Regions from separate parts of the Mus musculus genome. Here region 1 is linked to region 2. Evidence: chromatin contacts called from public promoter capture Hi-C data. All regions are on one chromosome and are shown on one strand. The core of a region is the stretch at or near the end of the contact, and the rest is flanking DNA. Distances in the headings are between cores, read along the strand shown.

The links. Promoter capture Hi-C pulls out the DNA fragments that hold promoters and counts their contacts.
Region 1: a contact with region 2 is called in a promoter capture Hi-C map of hippocampal neurons, with 2.2 times the contacts expected there. The contact joins the enhancer-like site here to the promoter of Rbm46 in region 2. A contact is called at or near these places in 4 of 39 promoter capture datasets (hippocampal neurons, liver and neutrophils), 2 of 484 Hi-C or Micro-C datasets (bone marrow-derived macrophages and cerebral cortex) and 2 of 9 other capture datasets (adipose tissue and liver).

Annotation. Positions count from the first base shown.
Region 1 is chr3:82,720,804-82,727,152 of GRCm38.p6, forward strand. No RefSeq gene overlaps it. Among named protein-coding and RNA genes, the nearest start is that of Gm29999, 59 kb to the left of the region's middle. Within about 2 kb of position 4,943, at least 3 of the 459 cell types and tissues checked have an H3K27ac peak or open chromatin away from gene starts, as enhancers often do. A contact at or near this core is called in hippocampal neurons, where this site is marked.
Region 2 is chr3:82,872,486-82,879,228 of GRCm38.p6, forward strand. Rbm46 (RNA binding motif protein 46) reads right to left here and starts at 3,998. Exons shown (of 6, transcript NM_001277170.1): 1 at 3,823-3,998. It overlaps Rbm46os (RNA binding motif protein 46, opposite strand), which reads left to right and starts at 4,220. Exons shown (of 4, transcript NR_040382.1): 1 at 4,220-4,273; 2 at 6,212-6,341.

The sequences.
Region 1 (6,349 bases), core at 3,693-6,192, 150 kb before region 2:
TTCCTCCCAGTTCCTCCAAACCTTCCCTCTTAAAAGTTCTATAGTCTCCACTGTGGTCTGAGTGCAGGGCTCTGTCAGATCTGTCTGTCTCTTTGGGGCAGAAAACAAAGCTGGAACCCATCATGCTGTTGCTATAAGAAGTACATTCCAAGAGCTGAAGGGGTCTGCAACCCTATAGGTAGAACAACAATATGAACTAATCAGTACCCCCAGAGCTTGTGTCTCTAGCTGCATATGTAGCAGAAGATGGCCTAGTCGGCCATCATTGGGAAGAGAGGCCCCTTGGTCTAGCAAACTTTATATGCCCCAGTACAGGGGAACACCAGGGCCAAGAAGTGGGAGTGAGTGGGTAGAGGAGCAGTGAGGGGAGAGGGGACTTTTGGGATAGCATTTGAAATGTAAATGAAGAAACTATCTAATAAAAACATGTGGGTAAAAAAAGAAGTACATTCTAGGTTGGGACTTGGAATCCCAAGAATACATTCTATTCCCTTGCTCTTCTGCAAGGTGCTTGCCAATTCTTTCCTGCTATCTCCTGAGTATGAGCTGAGAAAGGACCAAGTTGGTGAGAAAACATTTCCTGAGTTGGGGAGTAATGTTATCAGTAGTCACAGCACCTGTACTCTAAAAGGATAGAATATGAATTATATGAGGGACTTCACGAACCTAAAAGAACAAAGACAGCTGCACTATGAGCCAGCTTGTCAGAAAAATATGAGGGAAAGAGAGAAATTTGGAGAGGGGTGGTGGTGGGTCAAGATCCCTCCCAGCTAAGTTTATTGTTTGTACTTATAAAGGCAGGCTGATTCCTGAGATCAAGGTCAGCCTGGGACAGAGCAAGTTTAGGCCTAGGCTCAGACATTGTGAGAATGGTAATTTCAGAACAGGATCCCACCCAGCTAAACTTATTCTCTGTGCTTCCAAAGGCAGACAGATCTCTGAATTCAGTTGCAATTTTTTTTTAAATAAACTGTACTTGCAGTCTTTTTCTAAGATCTCCAGAGAAAGCTGTCCTGGGTAGAACTCGCACTGTTAGTCTGTACCTATGATTTGACTTCAAGTCATTTCTTTCGCTGCTCTCCAACACCCCTTCCTCAGAATCCCTCTCCAAGCCAAGGCTGGACCTTGGCACCATAATTTAATTCTGGCCCATTAACAGACCATTATCTATAAAGAAAAAGATTCTGCCTGGTCATCCTCACTTTCTGAATGGCTGGTGCTCTGAGGCTCTACTTTCCCTCAATGGGTTACAAACCAAGCAGTGGAAAGTAATATTGTCAGAGCAGAAGTTGCTGGGGCTGATGAGTGGTGGTAGACCAGGCTGTGTTCTGAGAAACCATGCCATTCAGGCTTGTAATTTTCTCATTCAAACCAAACTATACATCAACCAAATCATATAGCTTTGGCCTTCTTGTCACAGAGATAAAAGAGGTGACATATTTTTCATAGACTCTGTCCTCGCCTTTTGTTCTTCAACCTCTGGCACAGGGAACCATGCACAAACAGCGCTGTACAAAGTCTTGTATAATTTTGTGCTTAATTTGTATCTATTGGGCTAGAGAGATGGCTCAGCAGTTAAGAGCACTGACTGCTCTTACGAAGGTCCTGAGTTCAAATCCCAGCAACCACATGGTGGCTCACAACCATCCATAATGAGGTCTGATGCCCTCTTCTGGTGCATCTGAAGACAGCCACAATGTACTTGCATATAATAAATAAATAATTTTTTTAAAATTGCATGTGTCATCACATCCATCCTGACGTTGTAATGCTAAAACCACCATGCAAGGATTGCTAAGGTTCCTATAAAATAAAATGAGGAATATTTTAGCAGCCGATATTCAGAACTTATCGCATGCCATTGTCTTGGGTAGCAAATAGTTTGGGTTATGTCGGAGTTTGCTTCTTTGCTTTTGAGACAGTCTCACTACACAGCACAGGCTACTCTTAGGCTAACATCTTCCTACCATTGCTTCCCCATCACTAGATCACAAATGTATACCACACCATCTGCCTTAGCAGACGACTTCATTTTTAAAGTTTCCTAGGTTTTTCTGGCCGTCACATGGGTCTGAAACACACTGCCTGCACACATGGTAATAAGGCATAAAGGCATGTATAGAGTGTCTGTTGTGCCATGACATTTTCTCCTGAGCCATATTCAGAACATTTTCTCCAGCATAGCGAACCCCTGTAGATCTCATAGATCTGAAGTAGATGAAGTGCATAGGCACATTCATGCCTTCCCTTTTCAGTCTTCCGACTACTTCTTGACTTGAGATTTTATTTTAAGGGTCACACAACTGTCTTCACCATGTTGTAGGAAGGCAAGCAGGCAAAGAAAAGAATACCACACACTCACAAGAAGTACCAAAATGAAACAGAAAGTAGAGCTTCTAAATTATGTACTTCAAATAGCTTGAAAACCTCATTCCATTTATTCTCAGAGTCACTCTTAGAGTACCTTGCATGAGAACTATTCAATATGTTAGAAGGTTGTAGAGTCCCTAGAATTCTAAGAATAGAATGGAGCCAAGAAATGGAACTTTCATAACCCCATGCTGAAACGGGAGTTCTGATAACTGCAGAAGGCACATTCAACAAAGGCCTTTTAAAGCCTAGAGTGAGGTGGCTGAACAGAAAAAGATCTCCAGCAAACAAAAAGATAGCTCAGGATACAGATACCATTGAGAATTGCGGGAGGAGGAACGGTGCCCTCATCAGCAAACTGATTTCCAGGTTCTGGCCTAGTGAAGAGGGTGCAGTTTTGTTCCATTATCCAGAAGACCCTTGGAAAATACCTGATATATGTGGAGGCCCCATGGATGCCTTTTAAGACTAACAAACAGCAGGACACACCAGGAAGCTGTTTCCAGGGAGTCTGCGGTGGCCAGCCCTAAATAACAGAAATAGTCTGCTAGTGAAAACCAGCAGGCTTGAGTTCAGACCTCTCGCCAGAGAGGCTATGTGCTGAGGCCAGCGCTCGGGGCCTCATGCTGGAGATTGCTCACAGCTGAATGGACAGTAAATAACATAATGATTCATTAAAAGCAGGCACAGAAAGAAGATGCTAGATCTTGTAGACACATTAAGAGGGAAATTTTCTTTATTCTCCACCAAAGGAGAATAAAGGGATCAAATCTGAAAAATGGATGGCAGCCCTAATTTGGGAAGTAGGCAAAAAAAAAAAAAAAAAAAAAAAAAAAAAGTCAGCTGACCAGAGGGGTTTTAAAGTGTGACTTTGAAGATGGGACAGTTATGAAATTGCAGTATGCTACATTGGTGAGGGCCTTTTATGTGCTTCTGTTACTCATTTCCTTTAATGTTCAAACACTTATTAAAACAAATCTTGATAAAAATTTCTATGGCCCTTGTCCCAGAAATACTAAGGACACAAAAGGACACAGGTATTCACGAACATAATCATTCTTTCTATTACCATCTCTATTACAAAGGGGCGGGAGAATGAACCCACCCTGGACATAGCACCCGGACCTCACAATGCAAAACACACACACTGAGCTGTACAGGAGAAGGAGGAAAAGGAGAAACAGGGATGGGGAGAACCCCCTATGTTCTCTCTCAGTGGGGTGCCCATCTATAGCTTACACTGGTACAGCCCGTCTCCAGGCTAAGACCACTAACTGCAAAGCTAGCTATTAAGAAGTCTTGTTCCTCTTTCTCCACATCCTCGCCAGCATCTGCTGTCACCTGAATTTTTGATCTTAGCCATTCTCACTGGTGTGAGGTGGAATCTCAGGGTTGTTTTGATTTGCATTTCCCTGATGATTAAGGATGTTGAACATTTTTTTCAGGTGCTTCTCAGCCATTCGGTATTCCTCAGGTGAGAATTCTTTGTTCAGTTCTGAGCCCCATTTTTTAATGGGGTTATTTGATTTTCTGGAGTCCACCTTCTTGAGTTCTTAATATATATTGGATATTAGTCCTCTATCTGATTTACGATAGGTAAAGATCCTTTCCCAATCTGTTGGTGGTTTTTTTGTCTTATTGACGGTGTCTTTTGCCTTACAGAAGCTTTGCAGTTTCATGAGGTCCCATTTGTCAATTCTCGATCTTACAGCACAAGCCATTGCTGTTCTATTCAGGAATTTTTCCCCTGTGCCCATATCTTCAAGGCTTCTCCCCACTTTCTCCTCTAAGAACTTTGTATAATGTATTTTTATCACATTTGTACCCATTCCTCCCCATAACTTTTCCAGGATCCACCATCACCTCCTTAGCACACCCCCTCCCCCTTTGTGGCTTTCATTTTAGAATAACCTATCAACTCCAATGTGTGCTGTCCTCCTACTCCTGGGTGTGGGTTTTGTCAACTGTCCACATCTCCTCAGTTAGTGGATGCTCATGACCACTCCGCACACCTCCACACACACACACACACCATGCTACAACAATGGCTGGTGGGATTTTGCCCAGGCAAGCACAGCTGCTGTGAGTTCATACGTGTAATACTTCTGTCCTGTTCTGTCTAGAAGACAGTTTCACATGGGTCCTCCCTGGATCCTGGCTGCTCTTGATCCTCACATTTTTTAAAGAATACATCAATGAACAAAATAGTCACTTAATGGCAATCACTCAGAGTAACACCAGTAATTACAAAAGAACTATTCCTCAAAAGAAAAGAAATAAGCATTATTTCTTCCCACTATACAATCAAACCCAGGCTCTAAGGCTCACAGCCACTTGCTTCCTTTCATTTAGTATTTCCCAGTGTCCTCTGAACTGGTGGTGGTGGTGCTTGGTGGTGCTGAGTGGGCTGTCCTGAAAGTTACTCTGTAAACCATTCTGGCCTCGAACTCACAAAGATCCACCTGGCTTTGCCTCCAGACTGCTAAGATAAAGGCCTATTCCACCTTCACTAGGCACCGTTTTGCATTCTACCATCTTGATGTCTCTTCCCCACCTAGGTGGCTACTGCACTGCCCTCTGCTGGCAGGTCCGTGCACTGCACATCATAGCTGAACCCAATCCTCAATAACAGTCAAAGCTCCCTAGGTCTGATTCCATCATTGCTCACCTAATCAGAAATGCCACCATCTTGAGGACACCTTAGACATTTCAGATTGCACTGCCCATCACTTGCACCAGTTTACTGTAAAAATGGGCTCTCCTTGATTCCTTGATGTGACTGGTTTTGGTTTTGGTTTTGGTTTTTTGGAATCCCAAAAAGTCGATAATGAGTATGTTCATGGGGAAATGGCTCGGTAGTAAAGAGTACTTTTTGCTGGAACAGAAGACCAAATTTTAATTCCACCCACCCACATGGTCTCGAACAACCATCTGCAACTTCAGTTGCAAACCACCTCATATCGTCTTCTTGTTTTTGTGGGTACCAGGCACAGTTGTGGTACATATACATACATTCAGGCAAAATACTCACAAACATGAGGTAAAATAAAGTACATAATTATTCTTTAAAGAATTGAAAAGTAAATGAGAATGGACTCCAGGAATCAATCGATACCCAAGCGTCATTCTGACTCAAGGGGAAAATCCTGCTGCCTTGAGTCAGATCATCCATGCATTTCAAGGTAGGTAAAACGAAACATCAGGGCTCTCTGATGCTGCCCACTCATGCACCGTGATGCTCCGATGAAAAGTGAGTAAAAGGAGCAGCCCTCCAAATTCCAAGGTTAGACCTTAGGCTCTATCCTTCTGCAGCTAAGAAGAGACACTCAAACAACCAATTCCAACAGCAGTCCAGATGTTACTGTCTTTCCATGGCTGCTGAAGCTATTTCAGTAAAAAAAAAATGTTCTCTATAATAAACTGGACTGTCTTTAAAATATATTAATAAGAAATATAGAGCAGTTGTCCCTCGGGTTGCCTTGCTTCCAAGTTTTATTTGTACAATTCAAAACAATGTCTTCCAGATAGGGCAGGATCACTGCACTCATAGAGCCACAGCAGACATAGCTGCCTACCCAAGACCTGTAGGAGATCAATCCAGTCAACATCCTATCATGGTGGTAGAAGGGGTCCATGAGTTCTTTGCCCTCTCTGGGGAGCTGTGGACAGTTCATGGCTTCTGGGAAGAGAGTCAGCTTGCTTTGATGGTGTGGCCATGCTCTAGGAGATGGCTCTACATCCAGGAGTATGTGTGGGTGGACAGCACAAAGTGGAATTGATACATTATCTGAAAAAAAGGGAGAGAAGAAAATGTTGAGGGGGTTAGGGAGGTGAAGGTGCGTTAGGAGGTGTTTGGGTGGGGAGGGTAGGAGATGAGTATGATCAAAAATGCATTGTACAAAATTCCCAATGAATTCATAAAATATTAGATCTGTAAACGTGTATGTTTTTAATTTCCTGGCAAAGCAGATGTTCTCTT
Region 2 (6,743 bases), core at 2,748-5,247:
CTTGCTACCTCTGCAACCCAAGCTTGCCTTCAACCCACAGCAACCCTCCCAAGTGCTGGGATTGCAAAGCATGGCTCAGCAGGCCTAGCTTCCTAACGCTCCTTAAAGACAAACTCCAACACATGTGCAAAGTCACAATGGACTTCTCTGAGTTTCCCTTCCCAACTTCATTTCTTATGTACCCAAAGCAATGCATACTTATTTGTGGCTTCTCAGATGTGCCACACTCTCATCTGTCATCCCTGATGGTCACTGACACCATGAGCAAGTGTCCTCTACTCCCTTTGACTTGCCCACTAGTCTCTCCAAGACAAAGCTCCAACTGGAAATTAGGTACTCCTCAGAGTGTTGTGATAACCCCTCCTCTTCTACCTCTACACTCTCCCTCCTCCCTCGGCCTCCCCCAGAACGTAAGGTACAGTCTTTACTTCCCTAGCACTACATAGTACCCTGACACATGATGCATATTCCATAAAGAAACTGAAGAGACATTATGACTTCACATGACTTAGATGATAGTCCATTTACTCCTTTTAATAATCCTGTGAGATAAATAAAATACTATTTTTGCTAATTTAAAAATCACTGAAACAAACATGGGTAAAATTATGAACTGTGAGACAGATAGGTATTTGTCTATGAAAATGTTCCCTCACTTCAACATTTCTACCCACTTGCATCCTATCCATCAAATTGCCTACTTTGTCAACTTTCCTTAAGATATTACTCTTCATATTTAAAAAAAAAAAAGATGATTCAGGGAGACAGCTCAATCAGAAAACTGTTTGAACCTGGGTTCTATCTCCAGAACCCATATTTTTAAAAAGAAAAAATGTAATAGATCTCTGAAGCTGCCTAACCAAACAGCTCCAGTTACCATTCAATGAAGAAACCCAGACTCAAAATAAATAAATGGTGGTCAGTGTCTGAAGAAACAACACACAGAGAGAAAATAGCTTTCATCTGTCCAAATAAAATCAGAAAACACTTTTAAAATCTTCTAGTCTGGCCTGATCTGGTAGCACTTAACTTAAATCACAGCACTCTGGAGGCAGAGGCAGGGAGAGCTCTGTAAGTATGAAGGCAGTTTGGTCTACCTGGGGAGTTCTAGGACAGCCAGGGATATTCATAGTTAGACTCTGACAACAAAATAAATAAAAATTAAAAAACAAACAAAAACTAAAACCAAACCAAACAAATAAAAAAGGCCATCTAGTCTGAGCAGTGATCAAAAACAAAAGTCTACAGTGTCTTACTCAACACTGTTCTATCATGACACAGCATAGCCACCCACAAACATAATTTGAATCTGAATATTCATCTTTAAATGTCTATGTGAAATTCTGCAAGGGAGGAATCTTGTTACTTAGCCCAGGCGACCTTGAACTGCCCCAGCCTCTCAATTGCTGGGATTATTCACACAATAATGCTACATTTTAAAGGCATCACTAACAGCTCTCACTGTCCTCCTTTGACTAGGAGACACCATCTCATCTCTCCTTTACTAATTTTAGGTTCATCTAACTTAAACAGAAGTAGAAAAGATCTTGACCTTGTGTCCGCACTAACTGTGTGCCCTTCCCTATAACCCAGGGATAGACTGTCTATGGCCTATACCTCCAGCTCCAGTGTACCTGATGCCTCTGACCTCCTAAGGCAACAGTACTCCTGTGCACACACATACACAAACATCACACACTATATATGGGACTATGTATCTTCACTTTTGTATTGTCTTTCAAAAAGAATGCAGTAAAAAAACAGACAAGTAACTATTTTTTTCAAAATATATAGGAAAAATTACTTATCTAAAGGGCTTTCTTCTATTTGTATTCTAACTCAAACTAAAATGTCATCTGCATTATCACAAAAATTTCTCACACTATAAATGTGGGCATTATATAAAGTTTATGTCTTTAAATTATGTGTAGTTTAATAATTTAAGACACAAAACCCCTTTATACAAAGCATATTATATTTTCCTGATTTGTATCTTGTGAACAGTAAATTCCACGTTTGTTGCTTCAGGTGTTACTGAGCTGCCTAGTGCCAATTCTGAGCAATATTTATTTCAGTGAGATAGGGTACTTTAGAAAACGTGTTGAAAACTTTTTAAAAATGTGGTCCTAGGCATCTAAAATATTTTATAAATACAAGTTTAGAGACGAGTCAGTTCAATTTCATTTTAAACTATTTCTATTATAAATAATGAGTGTGTTTGACTGCAAAGGTGAAGTGTTTAAAACTTTTAGTACTAGGTATTTCGCGAACGAAGAACTGACTTAAATTTAGGATGATAAAAAGAAACCAACTATTTAGAAAAATCATTTGTGGTCACAATGCGCAGTGGGTTACTGCGCCTGAGAACTTGTTACACCTCTGAACCCCACCAGGGAGAGAGGCAACTCCTGAAAGTTGCTCCAACTCTCACGCAAGCCGCTGCACTCACACAGGGAAAATTGTTTCAAATCACTGCAAACAAATGTTAAATACTAAACCCAAAAGCGATGTGCTCTTTCAGTTTATGAGAGATACCTATAAATGCTTTCCTGACTAAAGACACTGTCATCTGTAGTGTCATTTGAAGTCTTATTAATTTGAACACAGAAATCACATTTCCCCTTATCTTTTTACCTTACCAACCAACAGATATTAAAGTTAACAGCATTAAAAATTTTTAATTTACACAAATTACTTATTTGCAATCCTTTCTTAACTTCTGGTACCTCTTAAGTTTTCCACCAATGAAAACAATACCACTGAACGCTTAAAGCGTAACTTCACCCATACACAGTTGAATATATATTCTTGGTTTTAATATTTCTTACTTTATAAGGATGTTTGCACCTTACATGAGCTGTTTTATAATTTTGGCATTAATATTTTAAAGTCCAAGACTCTTATATGAAAATTAGCACTTAAAACATGGCCACACGCAGGAAATAAGGCATTAGTTGGTTATTTGGCAAATACAGTGCTAACAAGATCCGAATGTCCTCAGTGGCACAGTTAGTGATTGAGACAATATTTTAAACAGGTATACTTAAAAACAAATCTACCTATCACAGCGCTAAGGTTGATTCTTATGACTACAAAGGAAGTTTCTGAAGCATCTCATTGCCCTAATCCCTTGAAATGAAAACTGCTAGTTATTTAAATTAGCCTATTTCCACATGCATATTCATAAATGATGGGCTGTTACCACCTTGATGCTACCTATAGTGCTTCCTGGTTTTAACCTAATTCTAGAAGGCTAAATGAGGTGCTTTTTCTGAGTCCCCTGGGGTCCCCTTCTCATAAATTCACCAGGAAGCCAGTCCACCAGCATCCACCGGGCCCCTGGACCGGCTCCGTGGTCCTCCCTCACCCCAGGCTGCACTAAGAGTGTTATCCGGCCCGTCGGGCAGTTGGCTCCCGACAACCACTCACGCAGATCCCCTAGGCAGCCCGGCCGCTTCCCAGTCGGGGCGGCGGAAAGTTCGAGGCCCGGCCCCCGCTAGGAACTCTGGGCGGCGCGGCGAGCGGACACAACGGCGACGGGAGGCCAGCGAGGTCGGGAAGCAGCGGCCAGGACCCCGAGGTCCCGGAGCTTCTGCCGACTGGGCAGCCGCGCAGGGAGCCCGAGACCCGAGAGCCGCTGTCGACGGGGCGGCCGCGCAGGGAGCCCGAGACCCCGGAGCCGCTGTCGACGGGGCGGCCGCGCAGGCCAGCCCGCGGACACCGCCCGACGGTGGCGCCCCGGACCCCGCACGAGGGCACCCCCGACTGCGGCCGTTGGCAGCGGTTTGCCGGTCACCCCCGCAGCTCCCATTCCCGCCTCACCCCGTCGGGTCTTCAGAGGCCAGACCTAAAAATCCCTGGACCAACGAGCACAAACCGCCGCCAGAGCTTCGGATCGGCGCTGCGGGCGGAAGCGGTGGTCAGAGGAGTCGCCGCGGGGCCGGACGGGGCAGGGCGTGGCCAGTGGCGCTCGTGCTGTCCTCGCGCCTCGGGGCCACGGGCTCTTCGCCTCAGCCTAGCGTGCCTCACGTGGAGTGGCCCCACCTCGACCAATCAGCGGCCGCCGGTGGGGGCGAGGAGGCGGGACTGAGGCTTGAGGCCGGAGGAGGCACTTGCGACAGGCGAAAGGGACTTGGAGTGGCACGCTCGCTGGCCAATCAGGAGGAGAAAAGCCAGTCTGGGCGAGTGAAGTTTGGCGCGTGGAAGACTTGAAGGCGTTACTAAACAAAAGTTACAAAGTGAACTTGCAGTGCTTCCCTTAAGGGAGATGTAGGTAGGTTGAGAAAGTTCTTTGTCTGGCTGGATGAAGTTTGCAAATCTTGATTGAACGCCTTGTTGGGTGCAAAACAGTCATGGGGACTTTTGTAAATGAGGATGGGAGGGGTGGCCCCTTAATTTCTGATTCCCCTTAAAACAGATATGATGAGACTGGGATCGTAAATAACGTTAACAGAGTTTTAGCCCTTTTATGTTTCTACGTGCCAAAAGCAGTTCCAGGGCATCTTCGTCCGTTCTCACAGGGTTTTTAAAACTAAGTTATAGCATGTTTTACAGACAGGGAAACCGACTCAAGAGAGCTGTGGGCGTTTACACAACGTGTGCATCAAGCGGCTTGTGATATGTTACTATCCCAAAAGGTGCCCCCCAAGGAGAACGCTATGCACAATACCTGGGAGGCGTTGGTAACTCGGAAAGCAGTTATTCCTAAACTCTGCTCTGCACAGTATTTTCCAAACAAGTTGAAAGCCTGAGCCACATCTAATACACTAGTTTGGCTTTGTTTTTAAAGATTTTTTTAACCTCAAAAACTACAAGAGGAAGGTTTGTTAAACATTGTTCGTTTGTTTTGTTTTGTCCAGGAAAGAAAGGTTCTTCACATTCATTTTCATGTCTGAATTTTACAGACTTGATTTTACAGACTAGCTGATTTTAAGCGTCGTTGTAGGAGCCTGTAGAAGCCAGTAGGTGGCGATATTTTATTGTGAGGTGTGAATGAGGTCTTGGAGGTAGCCTGGAGGACTACTTAACATTTCCAGTGTGTTCTCTTTTCACACCCCATCCCCAGTATAAAGGAAACCAAGTGAACAAGAGTTTCATAAAGGTCATTAGAGTGAGGCCTTAGAAACTTGCTTTAGAAAGACAATGTTAAAGACTCAAGTTACAGGGTACATCCTCTCCCTCAAAGTCTTAAAGAAACTGAGCAAATTTTATTAGCAGATGTATTTTTCATTGACTGCTATAAAAGATTTATGCCTTCTGCAACCAAAACATAAAGGAATAGCCTTTATTTCTTAAGTTTCCAAGAAGAGGGCATCTGAAACCTTTATGCTACGAGAATTCTTTAAGAATAGACTGCAAAATAGAAATTTTTAGATGCTTTATGGGGAAAGATGACCCAAATGAAGAAAGATGTGAAATGCAGGTGTTCTTTTGTCTGAAAAGAAGCCAGAATTGGGATAAGCCTTTGCTGATGGCGAAAACAGGAGAAAATCTATCAGCAGCTCAAAGGGAAATTATGCTGTCTGTGGGAATGGAAAGAAATGGTTAAACAGTGGAAGGGACCAGGAGAAAAGGTTCAGCATTTAAGAACCAACCCTGGCTGTTCTTCCAGAGGAGCCACATTCAATCCCAATGGTTTTAACTGTCTGTAACTCTGCCTCTAGGAGATAGACCACCTCTGGCTTCTGTGGGCACATACCCACACGCACACACACACACACACAAACACACCTTTACATAGTTTAAAATTAATAAATATTCTTTAAAATGGAAAGGATGTATAAAATAATTGGTTAGAGTAGCTTGGATGTATATACGTCTATTTTCCCCTTATGAAATATAAGCTTCGGGATTATTTAGAGGTTAGGTTCATAAATGTCCTATAATATACAAACTTCCAAAGGTTAAAAAAAAAAAGTAATGGAAAGTCCTTATAAAACGTTTTCTTTCCAGTTTAGGCCTGATAGAAATAAAGGTGAATTTTCTACCCAAAGGTCAGTGTGTCGCTAGAGATTCCTCCATCCGTCTCTGGTCTTCATGGCAAAGATCGAAAAACGTGGCGACTGCCTGTGTGTTTCTAGAAGTCTTAGCCGTAGCATAGAACAGGATAGTAGCACAGGAAACAGCCCTGCTTTGCTGTGGTTACTCTTTAGTCAAGCGGATACCCTCTCAGAAGTGTGTGTTTTGTTTTGTTTTTACGATGGCGTTACAGTTACAATTCCAGCACACTGGCCCACTCTCTCTCTCTTGGTGGTGTGAGACTTTCTACAACAGAATGTCTAAATGCCATGAATGCCCCATCACTGAACCAGGAGCCATTATCAAGAGGACTCTAAGGGAAGGTAGGTGCTTCAGCAATGACTTTTCTGGTGACAGAAATGGGGTATCTTTATGTCCTGTCTGTATTGCCCTAGGATCGAGAACCTTGCTTTTATGTCAGCAAAACAGAAATCAAGATCTTTGTATGTAGATCAATGACAAGGAATCCAACCCATTGCCAGAGCCTCAGTAAACATCAGTACAAATTGGAGGGAGTTCTGATGAAGCCAGACTTCTCCGGTTTATACTAGTTACTAGTTACTATCAGGAACATGTTGCAAAGACTTCTCACTGTGATGGACAGAGGAAAGGGCCTTGGACCCAATATGCTGTTCAGAGTCATGCCTCCAGCTAGACTTCCTTTAGCTAGACTCACCTCCAACCACAGCTTTGCACTGCCACCTGGGACCAAACACTGTACAGAT